6 separate regions of the Mus musculus genome follow, and all the other regions are linked to region 6. The links are chromatin contacts, called in public ChIA-PET, Hi-C, HiChIP or PLAC-seq and promoter capture Hi-C maps. All regions are on one chromosome and are shown on one strand. Each heading gives the region's core, a stretch centred on a gene start, on an enhancer-like site or on the middle of the called end of the contact. The rest is flanking DNA. Distances are from core to core; before and after follow the strand shown. Region 1 holds the start of Atf1 (activating transcription factor 1). Region 2 holds the start of 1700121M21Rik (a long non-coding RNA gene). Region 3 holds the start of Kmt2d (lysine (K)-specific methyltransferase 2D). Region 4 holds the start of Kansl2 (KAT8 regulatory NSL complex subunit 2). Region 5 holds the start of B130046B21Rik (a long non-coding RNA gene). Region 6 holds the start of Tmbim6 (transmembrane BAX inhibitor motif containing 6).

Region 1 (3,787 bases), core at 582-3,081, 830 kb after region 6:
CAGGGGGCAGAGCAAGAAAAAGGAAGAGAAAGTTGGAAGAGGCAAAGAGCCAAGAGAGATGGCCAAACTGGCAGGATTTTTGGAACTCAGAAGCTGGGGGAAGAGAACTGAAGGCCCTCAGCCTGGGTTTAGGGTAGGGGGTTGGTGTGTGCTAGAGAAGAGCAGATTGTGAGCCTGGCTACCAGCCTGTGCTTTGGCATGCTAACAGACACCACAGTTAGCCATTTGTCCTGGGTTTCTTTGGGACCTGACAGCAACCATTTGTAATTCTAACTCCAGAGGATCCAACGCTCATTTCTGGATTCTGAAGAAACCTGTGCGCATACCATTCCCCATCTGAGACACACAGACACACAAAATTTACAATAATATATTTAAAAAGCAAACACTTGAAAGAAAGGATGAATGTATAGAAGTGTTTGGAGGGGGGAAAGAGCTGGAGAGATGGCTCAGTGGTTAAGAGCACTGACTGCTCTTCCAGAGGTCCTGAGTTCAATTCCCAGCAACCACATGATGGCTCTGTAATGGGATATGATGCTCTCTTCTGGTGTGTCTGAAGACAGCTACATAAAAAATAAATATAGGCCGGGCGTGGTGGCACACGCCTTTAATGCCAGCACTTGGGAGGCAGAGGCAGGCGGATTTCTGAGTTGAAGGCCAGCCTGGTCTACAAAGTGAGTTCCAGGACAGCCAGGGCTATACAGAGAAACCCTGTCTTGAAAAACCAAATATATATTTATATGTGTGTACACACACACACACACACACACACACACACATATATATATCTTTAAAAGAAAAAATAAAGGTTTGGAGGGAGGAAAAGAGAGAAATGATAATATAATCTCAAAAAAAGGACCCCTTTTAAAAACACTATGGGTGATGGAATGACTGCTGCTGGCCTGTTGTTCAGGCCAGGCTGGTATCTGCAAGCTTTCCCCCGACCTTACTTTGTAGGTCACTTTCCATAATGTTGAGACTCTGACTTAGTGTTGTACTTTCCATAGTTTTTTAAGACAGGCTTTCTTTGTATAGCCTTGCCGGGCCTGGAACTTTCTATGAAGATAAGAGATAGCACTGTGCCTGCCAACCCAAAGTGCTGGGGTCAGAGGCACAGCTGACCACGCCTGGCAATTTCCATAAATTTGATAGCGACTCCAGAGAGGTTGGGTAACTAGCCTAATCAGTCAAAACCCGAGTACTTCTATTTAAAGGTAGTCATCGGCCTTAGCTTTATTGGGCAATATTTGCTGAATCACGGTGCCTGGAGTCTAATAAGCCCTTCTAAACGCTTCAGTTTTACATCACATCGTATGTTCTGAAGGCTCAAAACCAAAGTCTTCACTCACCCAGTTATTAGGAGGGAAGGTGTCAAATACAACTTCTCAAAACATTTGATAATGCACTTTGTAGAGGGCATGCTAAAAACAAGCAAGCGAGCGAGCAAACCGCTATGATGCCCTAGCAGAACCTTGCCAAGGCTGAGATAAAGGCATCTGTATGAAGGTCAACTCCCCACAAGGACATGCTAAGTCCTTTCCGAAGCACTAAGATGGCAGCGCAAGGTTTTACAGTTACTTAAACAGAGCAGGTAGCCGAGGGTCAGCTGTCCCGCCCGCGAGAGAGGGAGGTCAGGACCCCGCGCCATTGCCCCAAGATCCCCGGAGCTCCCCCAGCGTCCCCGTGGCGGCCCGCGCGCTCCCGAGCTCGCCAAGATGGCGGCGCTCACGTGACCACGCGGTGACGCAGCACGCCGGCGCGCAGGCCACGCCCCTCCCCACGCTCCCGCGCACTCCTCGGCCGCCCCCCCCCCCCCCCCCAGCCCCGGCCCCCGGCCTGTGCGGATCATGCCGCCTGCGACGCCCCTCGCGGCCGGGAAACGGTAGCCGCGACGGTTGGCTCTCGAGTTACGCTCTCCTCCCGCACCCCGCCGACCCCTGGGACGCGCGCCACCTCGCTGCGGTGCGCGGCTGGCAAGTGAGGAGTAAAGTCGGCGCCGCCTGGGACGGGGGAGTGGAGCTTCCTGCCCCGGGCAGCGGCCAGGCGGCCCCGCGGGTGAGTGGGGCGCGGCGGAGCGCGAGGCGGCCCGGGCGGGAAGGCGGCGCCGGCGGGGACGCAATGGCGGCCACGCGCCGGCCGGGGGTCGCGCGCGGCTCGGCGGGCGGTGGGGGAGGGGCGCGGTGGGGGTGGGGCCGGCCGCGCGCTTCCGGTCGCGCGCGTCCCGAGCGCCCGGGCGTTAGGCTCCCCTCGCCTCCGCGGGGCGCGTTGGGAGAGGCGCCCCGGGCCTCCCGCGCTCCTTGGCTCGGCCCGCGCCGCATGGAGGCGGGAAGAAAAGCCGAGCGGCGGCCTCCGGCAGGCTGCAGACGCCGCGGCCTTGGGCTCCCGCCTCCATGACTGGGAAAACCGAGGCAACCCGCCCTGTGGCGGGGCACGGCGTTCCTCTCCTTCCGGGAGTCTCGCCGCTGGCCGCCTAAGTTATGATAGAAACTTAAAAGAGTCTCGGTAGCCGCCTTTTCTTTTTGAGACGGGATTTGTTGCGAAGAGTTCATGGTGCAGGACTTCCAGACGCGGTCGCCGGGTCCGGTTTATTATAGCGTTTTTAGTTTTGCCTGAGACAGGGCTTACCAAACTGGCCTTAAATAAATTTATATATACATACACACACACATACATACATACATACATACATACATAGTCCAGGTTGGCTTCGAACACGGCTTATGTTAGGATTTTTTGTTTGTTTTTTTGTTTTTCTTATATGAGTACACTGTAGCTGTCTTCAGACACTCCAGAAGAGGGAGTCAGATCTCATTACAGATGGTTGTGAGCCACCATGTGGTTGCTGGGAATTGAACTCAGACCTCTGGAAGAGCAGTCAGTGCTCTTAACTGTTGAGCCATTTCTCCAGACCTTCAACATCTTTTTCAAGGAAGGAAGCTAAGACGCCTTTTCCTCACTCACCAGCTGAGAAGTCTCTGTACTTGATATTTATTGATATTTACTGTTCACTCGTGACAGTCTGCTGGTCACTGAGCACACTTTACTGCAGACAGGCACTGCCTTTAGAGAGCTTAAAGCTGGGAGAAACAGGCAGGCTAGTAAACATAGCTGTTAAGTAATTCAGAGATAACGAGCCAGGCAAGACAAATGTATTAAAATAGGACCTGATCCAGGCGTAGTGGCACAAGCCTTTAACCCCAGCTCAGGCGGCAGAGGCTCTAAAGACCAAACCAACCTCCTACCCCTCACCCAGGAAGGAAAGAAAACCACAGGACTTGGTACAGTAAGGAATGGCAGTAAGAGGTATTGCTGGGCCAGGAATGGTGGTGGACACAGCCTAGCTTCTGGGTTTTTGCATCCTAATGTGAGATCTGAAGTAAATACAGTTTCTTTAGGTCTCATCACCACAAAAACAAATCTCTTCTCTTGATATTTCACGTAGAAAGTCGCTTTCTTTGTAGGATTTATTAAAAGCACCTTGCCTTGGGCTAGGGATGTAGCCTGCTCTGTAGAGGACCTGGGTGTGTTGGCAGGTTCTGCTTAATTGAGGCAAGCGGGGATGTCTGGAGAGTCAAGTTCAAGAAAGGTCACCCTCTGCTATGTATCAGGTTTTGAGGCCAATCTGGGCTATAGAAGACCCTGTCCTAGGAGGGCAGTGCCTTGCCTTGTGTGTGACAGCCATCCATAGCCTGCGGACTTCTCCGTTTCCAGCATCTTGTTGGTGATGCATTTGGACTGCATTTCATTGCCTTCCTGATTCTGCCCAACTGTGCATCATATTATGATA
Region 2 (3,679 bases), core at 1,017-3,516, 520 kb after region 6:
ACTCATCTTTTTTTTTTTTTTCAAGACAGGGTTTCTCTGTATAGCCCTGGCTGTCCTGGAACTCACTCTGTAGACCAGGCTGGCCTCGAACTCAGAAATCTGCCTGCCTCTGCCTCCCAAGTGCTGAGACTAAAGGCATGTGCCACCACCGCCTGGCGCTACTCATCTTTTAAAGGATATGTTTATTTATATTTTATTTTATGCATATGAATGTTTGCCTGCATATAGGTAGGTAGGTAGGTAGGTAGGTAAGTAGGTAGGTAGGTAGATAGATAGATAGATAGATAGATAGATAGATAGATAGATAGAACAGCAAGTGCTCTTAACCCCTGAGCCAACTTTTCCAGGCCAAGATTGATCACCTGATTCCTTAAAGCTGGAGGGCAATTTTATTAGTATTTAAAAGCAGAACCCAAATCTTGGGAAGAAGATGGAGAAGAGGAAGGGAGAAAGCCATGTGATTTGTAAGCAGCCCCTCTGAGGAGGGGGCAGACACAGCGAGAGGAAGCCCAGAGTCTCCTGCAAAGCAGGTCCAGGCTTTGGCGAGATCCAAAAGAAATCTAAAACTCTCCCTTTTCTAAATTAAGGACTTAATGAAGAAGCCACATGGCTACTCCCCATAAGCAACTGACTCCCAAGAGTGTGTGTGTGTGTGTGTGTGACTGCAAAGGCCAGATGAGAGTGTCAGGTGAATGTCAGCATGGTGGTCTATGCCTATGATCCCAGCACTTAGGAGGTAGAACAGTCAAATCAGGAGTTAAAGGCCAACCTAAGCTACACGGAAAGCTTGAGGCCAGCCTGGACTACATGAGCCTGGATCTTTAAATCAATAAGGTTGTGTGGGAGCTGGAGAGATGGTCCAGCAGTTAAGAACATTTGCTGCTCTCCAGAGGACCTGCGTTCAGTTCCCAGCACCCACATCTGGTGGCTCACAAACACCTCTAACTCCAGGCCCAAAAGGATCCAAAGCTTGGCTCCCTCCAATACCTCAGTCACATGACATACCTGCGTGCAGACAGAAATGCCTGCACATATTCAAATCTTTAAATAAATTAGTGGTCTGGGGAGTTGGCTTTGTAGGGAAAGTTCTTACCATGGAAGAACCTCATTCATCTCCCCGGGACCCATGTGAAAGCTGGGTGTGCCACACCAGTCTGGAATCACAGCACCTGGGAGGCAGACACACAAGATTCCCTGGAGCTCACTGGTCAACCAGTCTCACTGGATCAGTGGTCTCCAGCTTTAGTGAGAGAGCCTGTCTCAAAAAGTAACATGGAGCGGGACTAAGGAAAACACCCCTGTCTTAGGGTTTCTGTTCCTGCACAGACATCATGACCAAGAAACAAGTTATGGAGGAAAGGGTTTATTCGGCTTACATTTCCACATTGCTGTTCATCACTGAAGAAGTCAGGACTGGAACTCAAGCAGGTCAGGGTGCAGGAACTGATGTAGAGGCCATGGAGGGATGTTCTTTACTGGCTTGCTCAGCCTGCTCTCTTATAGAACCCAAGACTGCCAGCCCAGAGATGGTCCCACCACAAGGGGCCTTTCCCCCTTGATCACTAATTGAGAAAATGCCTTACAGTTGGATCTCATGGAGGCATTTCCTCAACTGAAGCTCCTTTCTCTGTGATAACTCCAGCTGTGTCAAGTTGACACAAAACTAGCCAGTACAACCCCATATCAACCCTGCCCTCTACATACACACACATGAACACACTTGTGCACATAACCACATGAACACCTACATATCACACACACACACACACACACACACATTAAATAAGCAAAAGAAAAGTTTGTCTTTAGTGCAATAAGGAGCCAGTTAATCAGGAGAAGATGGCGACGGTCTTAGAGATGCTGGGGAACAGGTGAGAACATAAAGGTGTTTTGAAAAAAATATAAAATAGTAAAACTTAAAGCCAAAGTGAATGTATGAGAGAAATAAGAGTGTGTCTGCCAGGTAGTTTTCTGGGGCCTCTGGGCATTAGATTATTTAAACTGAGACCAACAGCCAAGTTCCGGTGTTTCCCCGAGGCTGTGCTCAGCTCTCAGGGTGCAGGCCTGGAGGGGGTCAGAGTGTTCAACTCTCAGGCCTGGAGGGGGACAGAGAAGACTGTACTTAAGCTGGGCTGTGGTCCAAAGTAGACCTGGAGAAGTGCAGGAGCTGAGAGTGCAAGGAAGGGAGGGGTTATAATTACCGACCTTGCAACTCAAAGGAAGAATAAAAAACATTTGAAACATTGTGGAAAGGTTATTTTGTTTGTGCAGGGTAGGAGCCTGGAGAGAACTTCGAGCAAGGAAACCGCCCCAGCTGTGCACGGGCTCGGGGCAGCTGTGCGGTGAGTCAGTGGGTCAGTGTGTCTCTTCTAGAGCACCCCGGCAGCTCACATCCTCCTGTACCTCCAGCTTCTGGGGATCCAGCTCCTCCCGCCTCTGTGGGCACCTGCTCCCACCTGCACACACCTCATGCAGACACAGGCAAAGCGTTTTATAATGTGTGTTGTTGTATACAAGACACTTTGTTTTATAATGCGTACTGTAAGTATCAATATGTTTTTGATCTACCACCTCTCTTTCACCACCCAACAACTTTGGCCTCAAAGTCAGTTCTGATTTGACCTTTGTCTCCATTTTGGTTTGCATTTTACTTCCTCCCTTCGGGTTCGTTCCCCCACCCCCACCCCCACCAGGTTTATTCGATACAACACAATCTCTAACTTCAGTGAGGTGACTGGCCATGTTCACCACCAAAGCAGCCTCTAAACTGGAACTCAGTTGCTGAGCCAGCCCCAGCCTCAGCTTTCTTGTCGGCTACAGGAGCACAGCACTCCTTCTGCAGATATCTCTGTCTGCCTCCCCTCTTGGGAATCTTGCAGGTCACTCACCCTGTGGACCCTTGGGCTGAGGCCTGCCAGTCTCAGGATGGGATGGCAGGCATGATTTCCAGACGTAGGTGTAGGTAATCTCAGAGGTACTAGATGCTCTCATTCGTAAGGTCCCAGAAGAAGTGTCTCCAGGCAAACTGCTCCTTCATGTAACCTCGAGACTTGAGACTGCATGGCTTTCATTATATGAAGGTTATGCATGTTCTTGTCTGCCAGCTCAGGGTGTTTGGGCACGTGGACATCTTTCTCGGCAACCATCACGCCTTCCTTAAGGAGTTCATAGATGGCAATCCTGTTCTTCTCAGGCATCAACATCACGGCTGTAAGGTCTGAGGCAGAGGCTGGAAAAGAAGCCCTCTATTCATTTTAACTTGATCTATTCTTTTGTTTTGTTTTTTTCAAGATAGGGTTTCTCTGTGTAGCCCTGGCTGTCCTGGAACTCACTCTGTAGACCAGGCTGGCCTTGAACTCAGAAATCTGCCTGCCTCTGCCTCCCAAGTGCTGGGATTAAAGGTGTGCACCACCTTGGTCTATTCTTTTAAACATATCATATAGGTAATATGTTGTTTTCTTGTGTGCAGTGTTATGCTAAACAAACGTCCTTCCGCTGAGTTGTAACTCCAGCCCTTCTTACAGATTTTTGTTTTCTTCAGGTGTTGTTTATTCTCTTTTGTTGTTTTGAGACCAGGAGCTTTCTGAAGAGGCCTGCCTTGAGCTCCGGACCCTCCTGCTTCTATCTCCCAAGGCAGGGATTATGGGATGCACCACCACCCTCTCTCCCAAGGCAGGGA
Region 3 (4,068 bases), core at 168-2,667, 520 kb before region 6:
GGCAAACCCCCTGCTTTCCCCTTTCTGAGACAATACTCAAGGAGACCTAGCAAATGTATTTTGGAGGGGGTGGAATGAGGGCGCAAAATGCACTAGCCAAATCCCTGCTGGGCAACATGACAGGTGTGAGAGAGGCTGTCCCCAGCCCGGGGCCCAGAGGCTGAGGCGGGAGGCTCATGCTGCACCCTTCCTGCTGTAGATACACACCCCTTCTCCCCAGCACCTCCTACCAGGGCTGGAAACACTGGCTTCCAGCAGAAAAGAGCACAAATAAAGTCATTTCTCCATCAAAGAGGCACAAGCTAGCCTACTCTGCAGAGCCGGGGCAGCACCTGAGAACTATTTACCATTCCGTAGCCAGAAAAGCATTGTAGAGATCTGGCGGGGGCTTTCAGGATTGGCCAGGGACTCATGGGCAGCTAACTCTACACTAGGCCCAGAGAAAGCAAGAGACAAAAGCCATTTTTTTGCAGCCCACATTCGTAGAGAACAGATCTCAACGGCCTCCTCTATAATCCCCCGGAGATTATGTCCATCCCAAGAGGAGGGGAAACGAAGCAGGCTAAGACACCACTAGGCCTTGCTGGGGTCACTTTGCCAGGCAGAGTAGTTAAGTTGAACAGCAGGGGCAGAGCTGCCCCAGCCCCACCTCCTTCATGCCCCAGCTCCCCTCTTCATCGCACCAGTTTCCACCCACCCTCCCCCCCCCCCCCCACCTCCCGGGTGAAGGACTCAGGGCTCCTTGAGTTTCCCACGGATTGTTTTGGGTGCCCAGGTAGGTAGGAACAACATTAAAGTCCAATCTGGCAGTATGTGGGACCTGGCAGTGGCATCCCCCCACCAAGTTGCTCTGTCCCAAGGAACCCTGGGGGTGGGGGTGGGGGACAACAGCCTGGGATTGGTGTTGGCATCAGGGCCTGGGTCCTAGTTTGGTCGAACTCCCTCAACACAAAAATAAACAGGCAGAGAGGCTATCTGGACATGTTCCCAAACTCCTGTAGTTCCCTGAACCCCCAATCTTTAAAGAGGCACACCCCAAGAAACCAGGCCTCGGTTCTGCCGTGGCAACTGGCTCAGATTCCCTTGACAGACCCTGCCAAAGGAACCCTCCCCAGCTCTGGCACCCCTTTCTCCAACCTAAAGGCCAGCCACCGGCCAAGATAGTCCATCTGGCTGTGCCCCTAGTCCAACCCTTTCTGGGCCCAGGCCGGGCGGACTTCACTCACCTCTTCACAGGGCGATCCAGAAATCCTCATCCGAGAACATGGCCAGAGCCCGGGCCGCTCCCCGACCTCCAACCGCCAGAGCGAGCACAGCCGCCCCCCACTCGGGGGGGCTTAGGGAGACCAAGAACGGTAAATCCAGGTCGGAGTGGTCACCCTTCCCCCGGGGGTTTAAAAAAAAAAAAAAAAAAAAAAGCAAAAATCCAACAGGGGTTCTCTGCCTCAGGTTCCAGCAGTTTAGGTTTCCATGAACAGCCCCAGGGCGGCGAATCCCGAGCGGACACAAAGAGAGCACCGGTGGCTTTGATCTTGGGCGAGCAGGCTCCGCATCCGCGTCGCGGGGCGGCCTCTCAGTCCTAGGGCCCGGCCAGCGCCCCGGCCGCCCGCGCCGGGCTCGGGCGGAACGTCGAGGCTCTCCAGATGGAACGTCGAGGCGCCTCCCCAGCAGCCCGGAAGGAATGCCGCGCCGCGCCGCGCCGCGCGCCGGGCCCGGATGGAACGTGAGCCCCTCGCAGCCGCGCCGAGCCCCTCTCCCCGCCGGGCCGGCGCCCCGGGGCCGCGCGAGCTACGGCGACGCGGAGCCGGCGGGGCCGAACCTGACACACACCCAGCGCCGGGCTCCGCGACCCCGAGCGTCCCCCCTCGGCGGCTTCGAGCCCCCCACCTTCTGCTCCCCCCGGGGAAGGGAGGAGGGTTGGTGGGCGAGGAAGAGGAAGGGGCGGGCGGTGCGAGCCCTCTGCCCGCTCCCCTCCGGCCGCTCCAGGCCCAGCGCTCGCCTCCCTTCCCCTCTGGCCTCGGGAGCTGCCCCGCCCCCGGCCTGGCCGCCTGTGGTCAGCGGCACCCCCTAGACCCCCGGCAGGCACTGATCGCGGGGGGTCTAGAGGTGCATGGTCCAACCCCGGCTCCCGGCGCCGGGGGGTCAGGAAACTGAGCGGAAAGTGGGGAACGAGGCAGCCATTTGCAACCGGAGAGGAAAGTAGTGCAGCGCGGCGCCGCTCCGCCTCCCCCCTCCGCCTCCTGCTCGGCCGGTAGGGTGGTTCCTGCGAAGAGGCTCTTTCCTCGCCTTGGAGCTGGGCAGCGATCGTAGAGACTCGTGGAGCGTCCGGCGCGAGATCCAGGGGGCCCTTTTGCCTGGGGAACCCCACTCGAGAAGGGGAGAAAGGAGAAGAGGAGGCCCTATTTTGTGTTGGAGCGGGGCGGCGGAGGGGTACAGCCCTCTTGGAGGAAAGGCTGTGACTCTGCAGTTCTACGCACACGCTCCGGGATCCCTCCGCTGCAGATTAACCCCGACTGCGCCAGGCTGGCCGCCGGGCAGACACGTGGGAATAAAGCCCCCCTCTTCTTCGCCACGGCCCAGGAGCTGCCTCCTTTACCTTCTGGGTGGTAAAGCTAGGATTCTGGCCACTTTTTAATTCTGTTCCCTAAAGTCACTGACCCTTGGAACTCCTTTCTTTGGCTGGGGGACAATCTTTGCCAAGGGGGGGTGGGGGGTGAAAAGAGAGCCTGGAGATTGGCCGCAGCTCTGCATCCTGGGAACTGGAGTCCGCAAATGGAGAAAGTGAGGCACCGTGCCTGGCGCTGCAAAGGGTGGGTTCTTGCCACGTTTGGGGGCCGGAAGAAAGCTGGACGACTCTCAGGTCTTCTAACTCCAAGACCCTTTGGAGTAGAAGTATTGTCGGTGTCCTCGCGATCCCCAAACAACCACTTCCCGACCAAAACATCAATGTAGAGTGTCCCCACCCCATATTTAATTTTCCCGAAAATCTTCTAAACCTGTCTTTTATTTCTTCTTCTTCTTCCTTAAACTAAGCTAAATACTCTGCTACTTGGTTGGAATATTGTTAATCTGAATAAGACCCTTGGCAAGCTCCCGCACTCCCAAGTATGGAAGGAGGGAAGACTAGAATTACCTTTCTGCACAGACTGTATACATGGAGTAAGCAGGTTGAGACAAATTAACTATGTACTCGATACTTTATATTCCCCCCCCCCTTTCCTCACCAACATTGTGGAATTATCTCCATATTACAAGTGAAAAGGCTGAGGCTACACAAGAAAAAAATCGCCCAAGGAGTCACTCTGAGAAGTTAACCCATAGTGCAAACCAAAGGGGACATTTTCCCATAGATTAAAAAAGAAAAGAAAAGCTTTAAGGGCCTATAAGATGCCCCCCCCCCCCCCCGAGAGTAAAAGGCACTCACTGCAAAGCCTTAAGGCCTGACTTCCATCCCTCTGGCCCACATAGTGGAGAGAGAGAACTGAAACTAAGTTGTTCCCTGACCTTCAAAGATCCAGGATGCTCCCACACACAAGCACACACGATAAAATGAATGTAATTTTTTTTTTTTTAAAGATTTAAGAGAAAAGAATGGAGAGAAGCTGGCAAATTAGGTCTGAGGCTACTTCCCTGGCTACAGCATGGTTCATTCTGTGGAAACAGGCTGTATCCACAGGAACATAGCCACTTGGATACATGTAGCTATTGAATACTTTGAAAGGTAAGTAAGTGGTGCAACTCAGTAACTTAATTATAACCATGTTAGACCTAACCATGTGTAATTGGCCACATTAGACAGTGTGGCTTTGGCCATGGTTGTAGGTGAGATCAATAGTAGACACTTGCTGCTATCTATACATAGCATCAAAGTTTCTAGTCTGATCACTGAAGCCAATTTCAACAAAATTTCCAAAAAAGAAACTTCAGGTGATCCCACAACTATCTCAGCTATAGTACAAGTTTAATTGGGAATTGAAAAGCAGAAAGCACCTCCCCACTGCATGTACTCAAAAATGAAAACACTCCTACTAGAAGGTAATATTAATCTATGATGGACTATCCTAAACA
Region 4 (4,095 bases), core at 646-3,145, 860 kb before region 6:
GTGCCCATTACTTAACAAGGCTTGGCAAGTGAGTCAGCGCTCCAGCATGAAGAATTAACTTAGAGTGCCAATTCAGTGACTCAGCAAACAGAAGGGCCTACCACCAAGGCCAGACAGACCACCTGAGTTCCATCACCCCCCACACAGCAGAAAGCTACCCTCCGACCACGTGTGTGTGGCAGCACGTGAATCCTCATAATAGATGTTTAAGGAAGAAGACTTTAGAGCTGCAATCCCAGAACTCCAGAAGCCGAGGCAGGAGAATTAAGGGTTAAAATCAGTCTGACCATAATCAGAACTCAAAACCTTAATTTTTCCAGCAAGCGATTAACTAAATATCTCTCCCTCAAATGGCCTTCCAGTTCTCATTATTGGCGGGGTGGGGTGGGAGGGTTGAGACAGGGTTCTGTTTAGCCCTGGCAATTCTGGAATTCAATGCTTTTACTAGGCTGGCCTGAACTCCCAAGTGCCAGGATTAAAGGCCTGCACCACTGCTGCCAGCATCATCACCTCTGAGCATTTGAGTGTTTTGACCTGCCTCCCAAAGAGTGAATATCCTTAATACCTTTTTTACAAACACACGACCTAAAACTCCGCAGATACGACCAACTCTACACATCATGTTCCCCTTTGCACTTTAAAACTGAAGGCAGGGGACAAGCATGTGGCACCAACATTCTCCCACTCCAGTTCCAGGAGACCCAACGCCCTCCCCTCAAGCATGAACGTGGTACACCAACACACATGCAGGCAAACACCCATACACATGAAAGTTCTTTAAAAAACCATAAAGGGTTGCCAAAACTGTTCCAAGCAAGGGCGAGACTGTCTCAAAAGAGGAGCCGGGGGTGGGGGAGTCTGTGACTCTGCAAGCCTAGCTTAACCTTCTGTCTGTCCTTCCGTACCAGGAGGTACTAAAACCGACTCCAGCAAATTGGCCTCTGACCTCCCCACGTGTCCCTAACCACACAAAACAAACTACCAACGGGAAATAAATGCTTCGAAATGTAATAAAAGTCTAACGGTAGGAGGTTTGGGCGTTGAAGCAGGCTCGGTGATACAACCTGTGCTTGGCGTGCATTGAAAAGTAAGAACGACTCTCGGAGCCCGAAGGCACCCATATAACCCACGCCTCTCCACGTACCCATCTTTCTTCTCGGGCTTTGGGGCAGCACTGGGGCACCTTTTTCCATTCTTCGTCGAGACGTAACTACATTGTTTGAAGGGTGCATTCTTGTCTTCAAGAATGTGCTTAATGCAGAACTCCTGCCCCTCCAGCCGCGGCTGAGAGCACGGGCGGTGAGTGAACGAACAGGAAAGGGGCTCCTGCGACCTGGGCACTGGGGTGATCCTCCCCCGATTCGTTGGCAAGACGTGAATCCGAATCCTGTTCATGCCAAAACCTGCGGGGAGGGCGGTCACACGACAGATCGAAACGGCCTTAGCCCGGCCACGAGTCCTGGTTGCGTGCTCCCGCGGCCGCCCTCCAGCCTCCCGTCACCGACCCGCCCGCCGCCCGGGCCCCTACCACGTTGGCCGAATCTCCGCAGCAGCAGACCGGAAGCGCGGCGCCTGTCCCACGCGGCACCACTGCAACGGCGCGGCACGCCCCGCCCCCACGCCCCGGCTCGCCGCCTTTGTCCCTGGCCGCCTCAGCGCTCACAGCCCCGACCCGAGCGCCTTGGCCGTCGTCCTACAAGCGCCATCTTGTCCCACGGCTCCCGGCACCGGAGAACCTGGCTCCCCGAAAGCCTAGCAACCAGAGAGGCTCCAACGCTGCAGGAGACGACGTGCCGCGCTGAGCTGACAGAGAAGGCGAGCAGCGCCTAACAGCAAAGGAGAAGCGCCCGGCACGGCGCCATCTTACCTCCCCCACCGCGCGGCACCGCGCAGCTTGCCCTCTGGCTGCTCCGCCTGCTCGGAACGCGACCCTAGACGCTGATTGGTTGCTGCGCTGAGGGTGCTGTGCTCCTATTGGTCAGAACTAACACTAGCCTGTGGAGGGCGGGACAGTGAGAGACTCCACAACGGGAGTGGCTGAAGTGAAGTGTCTGTCAGAAACTCGGCCGGTGAGTGGGCCGTCGGAAAGGCGGGCCACCGCCAGTCGCCGGATTCGGATATTTTTCCATCTGAAGGGTTCGTCTTCTGGTGGCAGTAGTCTCCAGTCTTCTCGGGCAGCTACTTCTTTACCGTCCCTACACAGCAGAAGAGTAGACATTGGGGTGGCTGGAGAAATGGCACCGACTGCTCTTCTAGAGATCCTGAGTTCAATTCCCAGCAACCACATGGTGGCTCACAACCAACTCTAACGGGATCCGATGCCCTCTTCTGCAGTGTCAGAAGACAGGGACAGTGTACTCATATGAATAAATCTTAAAAAAAAGAAAAGAAAAAAAGTGGACGGTGGCTGACCGTGTTTTCTGTTTACACATGAAAAGGTTTTATTAGTTTTCTATGGTGACCAACCAGTTCATTTAATTTTTTTTTCTTGGTCATTTCATGTAAACACTCGAACTCTTTCTATCTCATGAATCATATATATGTACTAATTAATTTTTGTAGAGCAGCCCTAAGAGGTAGACATTATTTTTTAGGTAGACATTATTTACAGATAAAGTGATGGAAAATCAAAATGACTTCTGGCATAGCGCATGCTTCTCAACGCCCTGCCGAATAGTGTATTATAGAAACAGGCTATTCCGTTTTCACGATTCTTTAAAGATTCCAACCACACCTATAGAAATCCGATGGCTCTCTGCCTTATTCTCTTCTTCTTCTCCCCCCCCCCCCGCCCCCCTTTGGAGACAGGGTTTCTCTGTGCAGCCCTGGCTGGCCTCGAACTCAGAAATCCGCCTGCCTCTGCCTCCCAACTTATTCTCTTAAGAGAGTATCTCCCACTTGGTAGTGGTGGCAGACTCCTTTAACCCCAGCACTGGGGGGGGGGGGGGGGGGGGGAAGAGTAGAAGCAGGCAGATCTCCGAGTTCGAGGCTAACTTGGTTTACAAAGCCAGTTCCAGGACAGCCAGGGCTGCACAGAGAAACCGTGTCTCAAAAACAAAAGATGAAAAAGCCACCAGGTACGGTTACGGTAGGTAGCACACACCAGTAATCTGAACACTGTGGAGAGAGGCAAGGGGGTCTCTGTGGTCAAAGACAGGATCTGGACTTGTCTCACTGAACCTGGAGTGCACCATTTTTAAAAACTTATTTGTGCCCGGCATGGTGGCGCACATGCCTTTAATCCCAGCACTCGGGAGGCAGAGGCAGGCAGATTTCTGAGTTCGAGGCCAGCCTGGTCTACAGAGTGAGTTCCAGGACTCTGAGTAGCCAGGGCTACACAGAGAAACCTTGTCTCAAAAAAACAAGGGAAAAAAAAGAGTTACAGTGGTTTGGTGTCTCTTCACACCAATAAGAATTCAGGTACATGCGTACATGATGTAAACTCTCCCATTTAAAAATAAGAAAAATGTTCACCAGCTACTGTTCCTATTGCTGTGCCTAAGACATGATCTCCTTATACAGCCATCTTGCCTCAAATAGCTACTCTCCTGCCTCAGCTTCTTTTTTTTTTTTTTTCCGAGACAGGGTTTCTCTGTATAGCCCTGGCTGTCCTGGAACTCACTTTGTAGACCAGGCTGGCCTCGAACCCAGAAATCTGCCTGCCTCTACCTCCCAAGTACTGGGATCAAAGGTGTGTGCCACCACGGCCTGGCTCTGCCTCAGCTTCTTTAGTGCTGGGTGGAGGGAAGCTGGAGACAGGTGGATCCTGAAGCCTGCTGGTCAGCCGAGCTAGACTGCCAACTCCAGCAAGTGTGTTGTCAGTCCCAGATCTCTACTCTCTTGAATTTTGTCTGGTTAGGAATCTCTCCACAGCAAACTGACACTCAAGCTTACAGGTGACTTTTTCACTTTGTTAATTCAAATGAAGCCTCTAGGCTCTGTCTTATAAGACTATTGTGTAATATCTAACACATTGAATCTCTTCCCTGTCCAGAGAGATGCCCCCAGACTGGCCTCAAAGTCATGGTAATCCTTCTGCCTCAGCTTCCAACTGCTGGAATTATAAGCAGGAGCTACCCTGTCCAGCAACTTGTG
Region 5 (4,184 bases), core at 636-3,135, 590 kb before region 6:
GCGTCACTAAGGACACGGAGATGGAGGAGAAGGGGAAGGCCTAAAAGTGTCCCAAGCTGATTCATTGGCTACCTTCCCTCTCCAGCTTGGGCCACAGCAGGCTAGAGGCAGTGAGAGGGCCATGATCCTGCTCGGCTGTGGGAGCACTCACCTAAACTGGGAAAATTGGAATAGAAGCCCTTTGTCCGTTTAAATCTGAAGACCTTGACAGTCTTCCGAACTGAGGATGACCGAAGTGGGTAAGAACCCTCAGATTCTCTCTACTCGCTTATTCACAAAATCCTAGGGACAAAAGAATGGGAGGCAGAAAGCGCTCATTTTACATTTACAGAAGTCCGGGATGCCCGGGCGCAAAAATAGTTACTCTGAGGTCCACCAGCTAGGTCAGTGGCAGAGTTGGAATTGAAACTTGAGTTGTAACATCAAAGAGAGCCCTCTCGCCAGGTTGCTGGTTGTGTGTATGCATTCATTTCTTCTCTGCCCAAAGTTCCTCTGTCTCCTCCACTCAGTCACTAGGTTCAAGGCCTCTCCATTACTTTTTCTCTCCTGTCAGGGACCCTGCCCTGCCCATCGCAGGCACCATCCCTGCCCCTTCTCTTTCTCTGTCGGAACAGTTCCACACCGAATGTAGCAGGTGTGGATGGCCCACCCACACTTTCCCTGAAACTAACCCTTGAGTTGGCAGACGCTACCTTCCCTGGTTCCTCCTCTCTCCTCTGTTTCAAGTGTGGGAACAGGTATAGGTGGGAAAGAAGAAAAGGAAGCAAACGAAGCCTGGAGAGAGAGAAGGAGCAGGTGAGCCCAGGGTGGATGGGCTGAGCGACACGAGAACAAAGAGGGGCATCGCTCACTCCCTCTCTCTATTTCCCTGTGGCGTTTTCCTGGTGTCCTCTCGGATGAAGCCTTCCTCGGTTTGACTGATGACATCCACAATCTCCCGGATACTGTCGCTCAGCCCTGCTGTCTTCCCGCCTTCCCTGGGCCGGGTGTTCCCAAGCGCAGGCAGGGTCCTCTCATTCCGCCAGGAGGCGCCTGGGGCGTCTGTGTCGCTTCCATCAGAGGAGCCGCTATGGACGCTGAGATCCTCCGCTTCGTCTGAGTCCGAATCTGGGGCGGTGTGGCGGCGGATGCGGGACACGGCTTCTCGCAACGCCCCGGCGTAGGGCCCTGGAGTCCGCGCCCAGCCCCCGCCCGCGCGCCGCGGGACACCAGCCGCTTCTGAGCCCTTCAAGCTGCCGGCGCATACCGGAGCCGCTGGGCCTAAGGTCGGGTGCTCTTGGCTACCTGGCTGCGTGGGGGCGTCTCGCGGGTTCACTTCTCCGACAGGGAACCCCAAACCGCTGGAGGAGCGCTCCTCCAATGAAGAATCCCCCTGCTGTCCGACCTCGGCCTCGCACTCGCGACCCTCGCTCGGTTGGTTTAAGACTCGACTGCTCAACAGTCGCTTTTGGCAAACTGAAGGGTTGGCAGCGGCCCCCTCGCCCTCCTCCTCGTGACAGGGCTTGGGTTGACTAAGGCTGTCGCTCACACTGCACGACTCCCCAGAGGGCACGAGCTGACCCTGCTGGGTTCGAGGGGTCGGAACGTACTGGGACTTTATCACCACGCATGTGGCGTCAATGACAAAGATGCCTTCTCTACCAGCGGGACCTCGGGAAATGCGGGGCAGGGTGTGGGCACGGCGGGTCACCTTCCAAACTTCCAGGGTCTCATGTTCTGCCCCCTCTCTTTGACCCAGGGACTCTTTCCACCCGGTGCCTCCAGGAGCCCAGGGTCTAGGGAGCGTCTGGCTGTGCCTAACTGGAGGCTTTTTAGGGGAGGCAAGCCAACACGTGGGAAGCCATATCTGCTCACTTCCTTCTTTCCCTTTCCTTGACCCCCTGAGGTGCTGCCTGGACCTGGGAACAGGACGAGGTGGGCTGCTGATCGCGGACCTAGAGAGAGCTGCGTCCGTGCCTGGACCGCCAGTCGTTTTGCCTTGGGAATGACTATCGCCAGCACTGTTCAGGCCAGCAGCAACTAGGCCTGAGCTTTTCTCTATAGCCCCTTTGCAAGACTCTGGCCTAGCTCTGGCTGCTGTACAGCCTGGAGCACCTCCTAAGAGTCCCCGTCCCTGTCTGAGACCCCAAGCTCCTAGAACATCCCGGTAGATTCGAGGATCCAGCCTCTTCTTCGTGCGCCCTCCCTCTGTCCTGGTGGTGGCTGGAACTGGGGCTGATGAGGTGGGCGCCCGGGAGAGCTCCGGGCCTCGCTTAGTCCCCAGGGTCCTGTGGGGACCTTCATAAGAAGGTGGAGCCACATAGGGTGGCGGCCGGTCCCAGCGGCGCCTTGGGGCTGTGCCTGCAGAGCCTCTCAACAGCAGGTGAGCCTCGTAGCTAGGGGGCCCTGGCCTTCTGCCTCCCCATGGCCCCGCCCATGCAACCCCTGGGTCACCCTGCGGGAGCACGGATGGTCGGGGCGCTCGCCCCACCTGCCCGAAGCGCTCTGGTCTGGAGAAAACTGGAAACCCTGTAGGTTGGGCTGCCCGAAGGGCGTTCCGGGGCTCTGGGCGGGGCTGACCTAGGGGACTCCGTCGGGCCCCGCCAGCCTTGCGCCTTTTTCTCTCGGTCTCCTTGGCCTCCCGCTCCTGCGACGCCGCCTTTCTTTTCTCTTGTTCCCGGGCTCGGACCTCGGCGGGGGGGCCCGCCCGCCAGTTGGTTGCCTCCTGCAGCACCCTGGAGGCCCAGGGTCGGCGGGGTGGCGGCTCAGGGGATCCCGGGCGCAGCCTACACCTGGGACAATGAGCAGGAACCCAGGTGAGCAGTTTGCGGGGACAGAGAGCCGAGGTCCGGGGAGCTGGGAGCACTGGAGACCACTTGGGGCAGCCATGTGGGAGGGTTCGTGTGAGTGTCTGAGCGAGTGCACGTGCGTATATGTTAGGGCTAAAGTCGAAATGAGACTCCTCGCCATCTCTCCATGCACACTTTAACAGCGACTGCCCCCATCTCACCGCCTGCCACTAGTACTCCTGTCCCCCTAAACAGCGCTCAATGATTCAGGCCCCAGTCCTCGACGAGTGGGGGGAGGGAGGCGCGGGAAAGAGAAGGGAACAGCAGCAATTGCTGGTGCCAGCGGGGAGGTCTGGACCCCACTTCCCGCCCCACCACTTGCTGCCCCTCACCCCTCCTTCACTCACGTGCGGCTCTGGGGCCCACGGGCCCAGTAGCTGGCCTGGATGTCCATGGACTGTCGAGAAGGAGCGCGACGACTATAATGACAGGAAATAGTCTTCACTTCAATCACCAACAGCTTGGACTTCTGCACCCAGAGGCAGCTGCCGGACTCCTCATCCTGGAGCTCCCGGGGGCTGTCGGGCCCCTCGGAGAATAACGGGCCATCCAGCATCCTGCCCCACCCCACCCCGGCCCCCCACCCTCCCACCCGCCCCGTGAGCCCCCTCCCAACCCAGGGAGCCGGCGCCCACTGCAGAGCGGCAGGCCCAGGGACTGGCAACTATATATACCCGGGCACACGTGTGTGCCTGTCTGTGCGTGTGTGAGTGTGTGCTAGCGCGCGAGCGCGCGCGCATGTGACACGCCGCCGTGGACGGCTCCGCGCTGCTTCCTCCCCCATGTGCACGGCCGCCCCCTGGGGCCTGGGATTGGACGCCCCTTCCCACTCACTGCTCAGGTCCCCCAAGCCTAATGGGACCTGCGAGTGGGCGGGGAGAGACTTCTGATTCTTGCCAAGCTTACGGTGCCCTCTCCTCCAGCCCCCATTTCTTCATCCTTCCCGAAGTTTTAACCCTTTGCTTTCCTGCTTGTCAGGTTGCCTGACCACCAGTGCTCTCTCTATTCCTGCCTGCTCGCCCAGACTCCTTTCTCCGACAGGGAGTGGTGAGAACAGAACTCAAGGTCTCTGCCTGCCACTCGCTGCTGGTTTCCATGGGGTTGGGGTGCAAGAGAGGCTGGCCCACAGCTGGGGGGAGCGGGCTATTTTTAGTGTCGGTGGCATTCGGGTGCAGCTGAGATGAGTAACCAGTTCCTAAGCAGTACAGAGAAGAGGTGCCGCTTTCAGGAAGCTTTTGTGCGACTCTGGGGGAGAGCTGCTCCCCCAAGACCTCAGAAAGGTGCACCTGTATGCCTCAGCTTTCTCTGCTGAGGCGGAACTCCATCTATCCTGGCCACCAAACAGCAGGACGACTC
Region 6 (3,785 bases), core at 521-3,020:
TTTTCCCTTTTATTTCATTTTCTCTTACGGTTTTTTTTTTTTTTTTTTTTTTTTTTTTTTTTGAGACAGAGCCTCACACCATACAGACCAAAAGGGCCTCATACTCAGAGACCTGCCTCCCTCCCTCTCCTAAATACTGGGTTTAAGGGCCTATGCCAATACCTGGCAGGTTTTTTAAAACGTGTTAATTTTAACTTACATAAGGTGGTTCCCCACTCCCCACCTCCCTTAGTTCCCCAGTTGGAGCATAACCTGTGCAAGAGTTCCCAGTTGGGAAAAACTAATCAAAAACGATGTCCTTAGTTCAGACTGTCCAGAAACTTCAGATCCTCTAGCCTCCACCTCCAGAGTGCAGGCTTACTTGGTCCCCCCCCCCCCCATCTCCATCTCCACCTCCACCTCCACCTCCACCTCCTCCCATTCGATCCCCTCCTCCTCCTCTCTGTCTCTAGTGTCTCTGTCTCTGATCTGCCCAACCCCCAACCCCGTTTCTCCGTGCTTTCTCTGGGTATTTCTGGCTGTTCTGGAACTCGTTCTATAGACCAGGCTGCTCTCAGACCAGCGATCTGCTCGCCTCTACCTCCTGAGTGTGTAGTAGGTAAAAGTTACCTTGGCCCAAACCATGGTCAGCCCTAAGGGCTTTGCTGGAAGCAGAACTGAGAGGCTCAGATGGTCTTCCACCTTTCCTCTACACACTCCTCAGGCTGCCTCACTCTGGAGTCCTTCAGGGCCCTAATTCAGCATGCAGCCCTCAACTACCCAGGATCCAGCTGGAACCCATTCTATACTTGTGATTTCAGACAGTACTAATGAGTTGTGAAATTGATTTTTAAAAGCATAGGCCACAAAAAATAAAAATAAGAAAATAAAGGCTCCTGGTTTTTGGTTTTTTTCTCTCTTTTAAAATTAGCTTCACAGCTCCTTCCAACTAGGTTATGCTCCAACTAGGGAACACGCCCTAAGGGACGTGGCGAGCCAGGGAACCACCTGCTCTTTGACCGCCCTTGGCCAGGTCTCTAAAGAGCTGGTTAGGATTGCAAGACCAGGTCTTTGAGGCCGTTACACCTGACTTGCAGGGCCTTGGGTAACTACCAAAAACCACTCACTTCCATGCAGGTGGTTGTGGTCTCTGTAGCCAGTTTGCTTGGGGCTCCTGAGCTACCGGGTAGCCTCAGACCCTCCAGGCTGGGGTCCCTGGGTCCCTGTAGAATGGCTGGCCCTTCAAAGGTGCTCTGAAGCGTAAGCGCCATTATATTCAATGTTAAAAGGTCTCGAGAAAGCCGGGTGTCGGTGGCGTATGTCTTTAATCCCAGCACTTAAGAGACTGGTCTACAGAGTGAGTTCCAGGAAGGCCAGGACAGAGAAACCCTGTCTCAAAAAACAAAACAGAGATCCCAGGGAGAGCTGCCTCGCTTTCCTTCATTACCATCCCATGAGAGGCTTAAAACCAGCATCTTGGGACATTTTAGTGTCATGGGTGGGTGGTCTCACATGACAACGGTCTAAGCCTGACACGCCCCATTTCACTTTTCCTACTCCATGGGTCTGAAGCCCGACGTCCATCCTTCCTATGTAGGGGGAAGAAGGCGGAGGCCTATTGCTAAGGTGCGGGTTGGTGGCTACAGTCTTGATTGACAGGGGTATTAGCCAATGACTCTGACGAAAGCGGCTGCTGTTTATGAACGTGCAGATAACGGACAGGAGCAGTGCAGCCGGGGGCCAATGAGAACTCGCCTGGGCAGGTCTGAGGGCGGGGTTTCCCTAGGGGGCGGGTGTGGGTAGACTTCCAGCGCCAACCCCCGGAGACTCAGAGCACATCCGGTTTTAGCAGAGCAGGGAAGCTCCGGAGAGGTGGGCTGAGAAGGTACGTGCGAAACTAGGATCGGGCAAACCCGGAGTGAGGGATAGGGAGGGAGCAAGCGCGGGAGAGGGTAGTAGCTTCCGTTTTCGGACGGATCAGCTCCTTAGGCAACCCGGCCTGTTCTGCGTCGAGATCGAAGGAAAGCTGGGCGGGGAGGGACGCGGAGGAACTAATGCCGCGCATGCGCAGCAGCGCCGGCGGGGGCGAGTCTGCGGGGTCTCCCGGGCAGTTGGACCTGTGTCTGTGGCGAAGGCAGGCCTCTTAGCGACCCTCGCTTGCGTCCCTTCCACCCTCAGCCGAGTTCAGGGCTTGAATTCGGGACGGGTCCCCCACCCCTGACTTTGAGGTAAACGAAAGAGAAAGCTGTGTCGTTGTGGTCACCCCGCCCCACCCTGCGATCGCCTCTCGGCTGTTCCTTCTCGGGTTCCTCTGCCTCGCCTGGGTGAGCCGTCGGGGTTGGGGACTTGAGGTAGGCCTGGTTATAAGGCTGCCCTGTCACGGCGGGCCAGGTGATGTCACACTTCTTTATGACACTCGAGATTCCTTAGTTACTTAGAAGCCAATGGTAGAGGCCGAGGTGAGAAGCCCCGGGCTTAGCCTGGCTCCCCAGGCCCACGGAGCAGCCCCACTCTGATCTGATTGGTTGCCTCTGGACAGGTGAGGTGGCCTTGATTGCTTCGTCCTGAACCCTGGGTGAGTTCCAGAGTCTGCCCCGGAAGGGCGGCGATGGGTACTGTTTTTCTTGGACTGACTGATAAGTAGGCTTTGGCTTGCCTGCCTTCGTTTCTTTCCTTTTCTTTTTTTTTAAACAACAAAAACAAAAACAAGTTGTCTGGTGCCAGGCCAGGTTGCTTTGCCTGTCCAACCAGGCTTGTGTTGGCCAAACAACAAAACCACTTTGAACTTGAGACTCTCCAGTTACACAAACTACCTGTGAATGTGTAACACTTCGGACGAGCTGACTGCCTGAAACACAGACAGGAATTTGAAGGCTGAAGGTCAATGCCAGACTTTGTAGTTACTTATTAATATTTGTATGTGGTTTACCTTGTGGCTGTATGGGTATCTTAAGAGAGAGGTATGATTCAGGAAGTCCCTGAATTGCCCAATCACGTTTTCATGCCTTCTGCTAACACACTTAAGTCAGTAGTTGCTACATTTATTTTCTTTGGTGTTTCTTTATTGTCTAATTTGTTTTCTGCTTTGACTTGAACAAGTGGACATTTAGATTCCCCTCAGTTTTCCCCTAGTAGAGAGTGTCTGGAGTCCTTGAGAAACACAGCCTGTAACTTAGATCCACTTTTCCACTTCCATTATTCATCATGGGGAAATCAGGTTGCGCCCCTGGGTCCTGCTCTCCCTCTGTCCATCTGAATGAAGCCCTGCTTTCCTAACGACTAGGAAGGGGAGACATTAATTCGGATACTTAGCCTTTCCAGTTTTTCCTCCTTGTTACAGATAAAATTCGTGGTCTTGGTAGAAATGCTAAAAAATACATTGTGGGAGGAACCGACATATGTGCTGCGGAGTTAGGGAACTGCCTTATTGAAAGTGTGTTTTCCTGTTGTGGGTGAAATGGAAAGGTCAGGAGACCTGAAGCTGGTTCGGTTCTGGCCCCCCCCCCCCCCCCCCCCCCCCCCCCCCCCGCTTTAACTTTGTGATGTTGGTCAGATCAGTACTACTGTCGGGTTAGCACCCTGCAGTGGAGCCATCTACGTGTTTGTTATTGTCAGTAGAACTGGTATTAATCATATGTTAGAGTTAAAGAGAGGAGTGAGATTGAATAAAACTATTTTCTCACAGTTATGTGGTAGAAAAGGCAGGATTTGAAACTCCAGATCTGGGTCTGTTACCACTGTTACACTCCCTTTAAGAAAGAGAAAAACCTTTCATGTGCGACTCTTTCCTCTTGGACTTAATGTGA

The links. Promoter capture Hi-C pulls out the DNA fragments that hold promoters and counts their contacts. A called contact is a pair of places that touch in the nucleus more often than the background predicts. ChIA-PET counts read pairs in DNA pulled down with a chosen protein or histone mark. HiChIP or PLAC-seq counts read pairs in DNA pulled down with a chosen protein or histone mark.
Region 1: a Hi-C map of erythroblasts shows a contact between it and region 6, with 5 times the contacts expected there. The contact joins the promoter of Atf1 here to the promoter of Tmbim6 in region 6. A contact is called at or near these places in 1 of 484 Hi-C or Micro-C datasets (erythroblasts) and 1 of 115 datasets of contacts at active chromatin or transcription factors (memory CD8 T cells).
Region 2: a contact with region 6 is called in a FOXA1 HiChIP or PLAC-seq map of pancreatic cancer cells. The contact joins the promoter of 1700121M21Rik here to the promoter of Tmbim6 in region 6. A contact is called at or near these places in 4 of 39 promoter capture datasets (the 3T3-L1 cell line, hippocampal neurons and liver) and 3 of 115 datasets of contacts at active chromatin or transcription factors (embryonic forebrain, embryonic stem cells and pancreatic cancer cells).
Region 3: a contact with region 6 is called in a promoter capture Hi-C map of neural stem cells. The contact joins the promoter of Kmt2d here to the promoter of Tmbim6 in region 6. A contact is called at or near these places in 6 of 39 promoter capture datasets (hippocampal neurons, liver, maxillary cranial neural crest and 2 more), 2 of 484 Hi-C or Micro-C datasets (CD8 T cells and erythroblasts), 6 of 115 datasets of contacts at active chromatin or transcription factors (bone marrow-derived macrophages, embryonic stem cells, extraembryonic endoderm stem cells and 2 more) and 1 of 9 other capture datasets (liver).
Region 4: an RNA polymerase II ChIA-PET map of memory CD8 T cells shows a contact between it and region 6, with 10 read pairs. The contact joins the promoter of Kansl2 here to the promoter of Tmbim6 in region 6. A contact is called at or near these places in 1 of 484 Hi-C or Micro-C datasets (CD4 T cells) and 1 of 115 datasets of contacts at active chromatin or transcription factors (memory CD8 T cells).
Region 5: an H3K27ac HiChIP or PLAC-seq map of extraembryonic endoderm stem cells shows a contact between it and region 6, with 3 times the contacts expected there. The contact joins the promoter of B130046B21Rik here to the promoter of Tmbim6 in region 6. A contact is called at or near these places in 1 of 39 promoter capture datasets (pre-B cells) and 1 of 115 datasets of contacts at active chromatin or transcription factors (extraembryonic endoderm stem cells).

What each region holds. Positions count from the first base shown.
Region 1 is chr15:100,226,028-100,229,814 of GRCm38.p6, forward strand. Atf1 (activating transcription factor 1) reads left to right here and starts at 1,832. Exons shown (of 7, transcript NM_007497.3): 1 at 1,832-2,055.
Region 2 is chr15:99,912,698-99,916,376 of GRCm38.p6, forward strand. 1700121M21Rik (a long non-coding RNA gene) reads left to right here and starts at 2,267. Exons shown (of 3, transcript XR_875663.3): 1 at 2,267-2,342. It also overlaps the pseudogene Gm20564.
Region 3 is chr15:98,869,788-98,873,855 of GRCm38.p6, forward strand. It overlaps Kmt2d (lysine (K)-specific methyltransferase 2D), which reads right to left and starts at 1,418. Exons shown (of 55, transcript NM_001033276.3): 1 at 1,227-1,418.
Region 4 is chr15:98,532,374-98,536,468 of GRCm38.p6, forward strand. It overlaps Kansl2 (KAT8 regulatory NSL complex subunit 2), which reads right to left and starts at 1,896. Exons shown (of 10, transcript NM_133714.5): 1 at 1,529-1,896; 2 at 1,145-1,403. The coding sequence starts at 1,395.
Region 5 is chr15:98,804,430-98,808,613 of GRCm38.p6, forward strand. B130046B21Rik (a long non-coding RNA gene) reads left to right here and starts at 1,886. Exons shown (of 3, transcript XR_003951472.1): 1 at 1,886-2,795; 2 at 3,807-3,893. Ddn (dendrin) reads right to left here and starts at 3,496. Exons shown (of 2, transcript NM_001013741.1): 1 at 3,176-3,496; 2 at 1-2,771. The coding sequence starts at 3,384. The coding sequence ends at 848.
Region 6 is chr15:99,391,177-99,394,961 of GRCm38.p6, forward strand. It overlaps Tmbim6 (transmembrane BAX inhibitor motif containing 6), which reads left to right and starts at 1,771. Exons shown (of 10, transcript NM_026669.4): 1 at 1,771-1,864.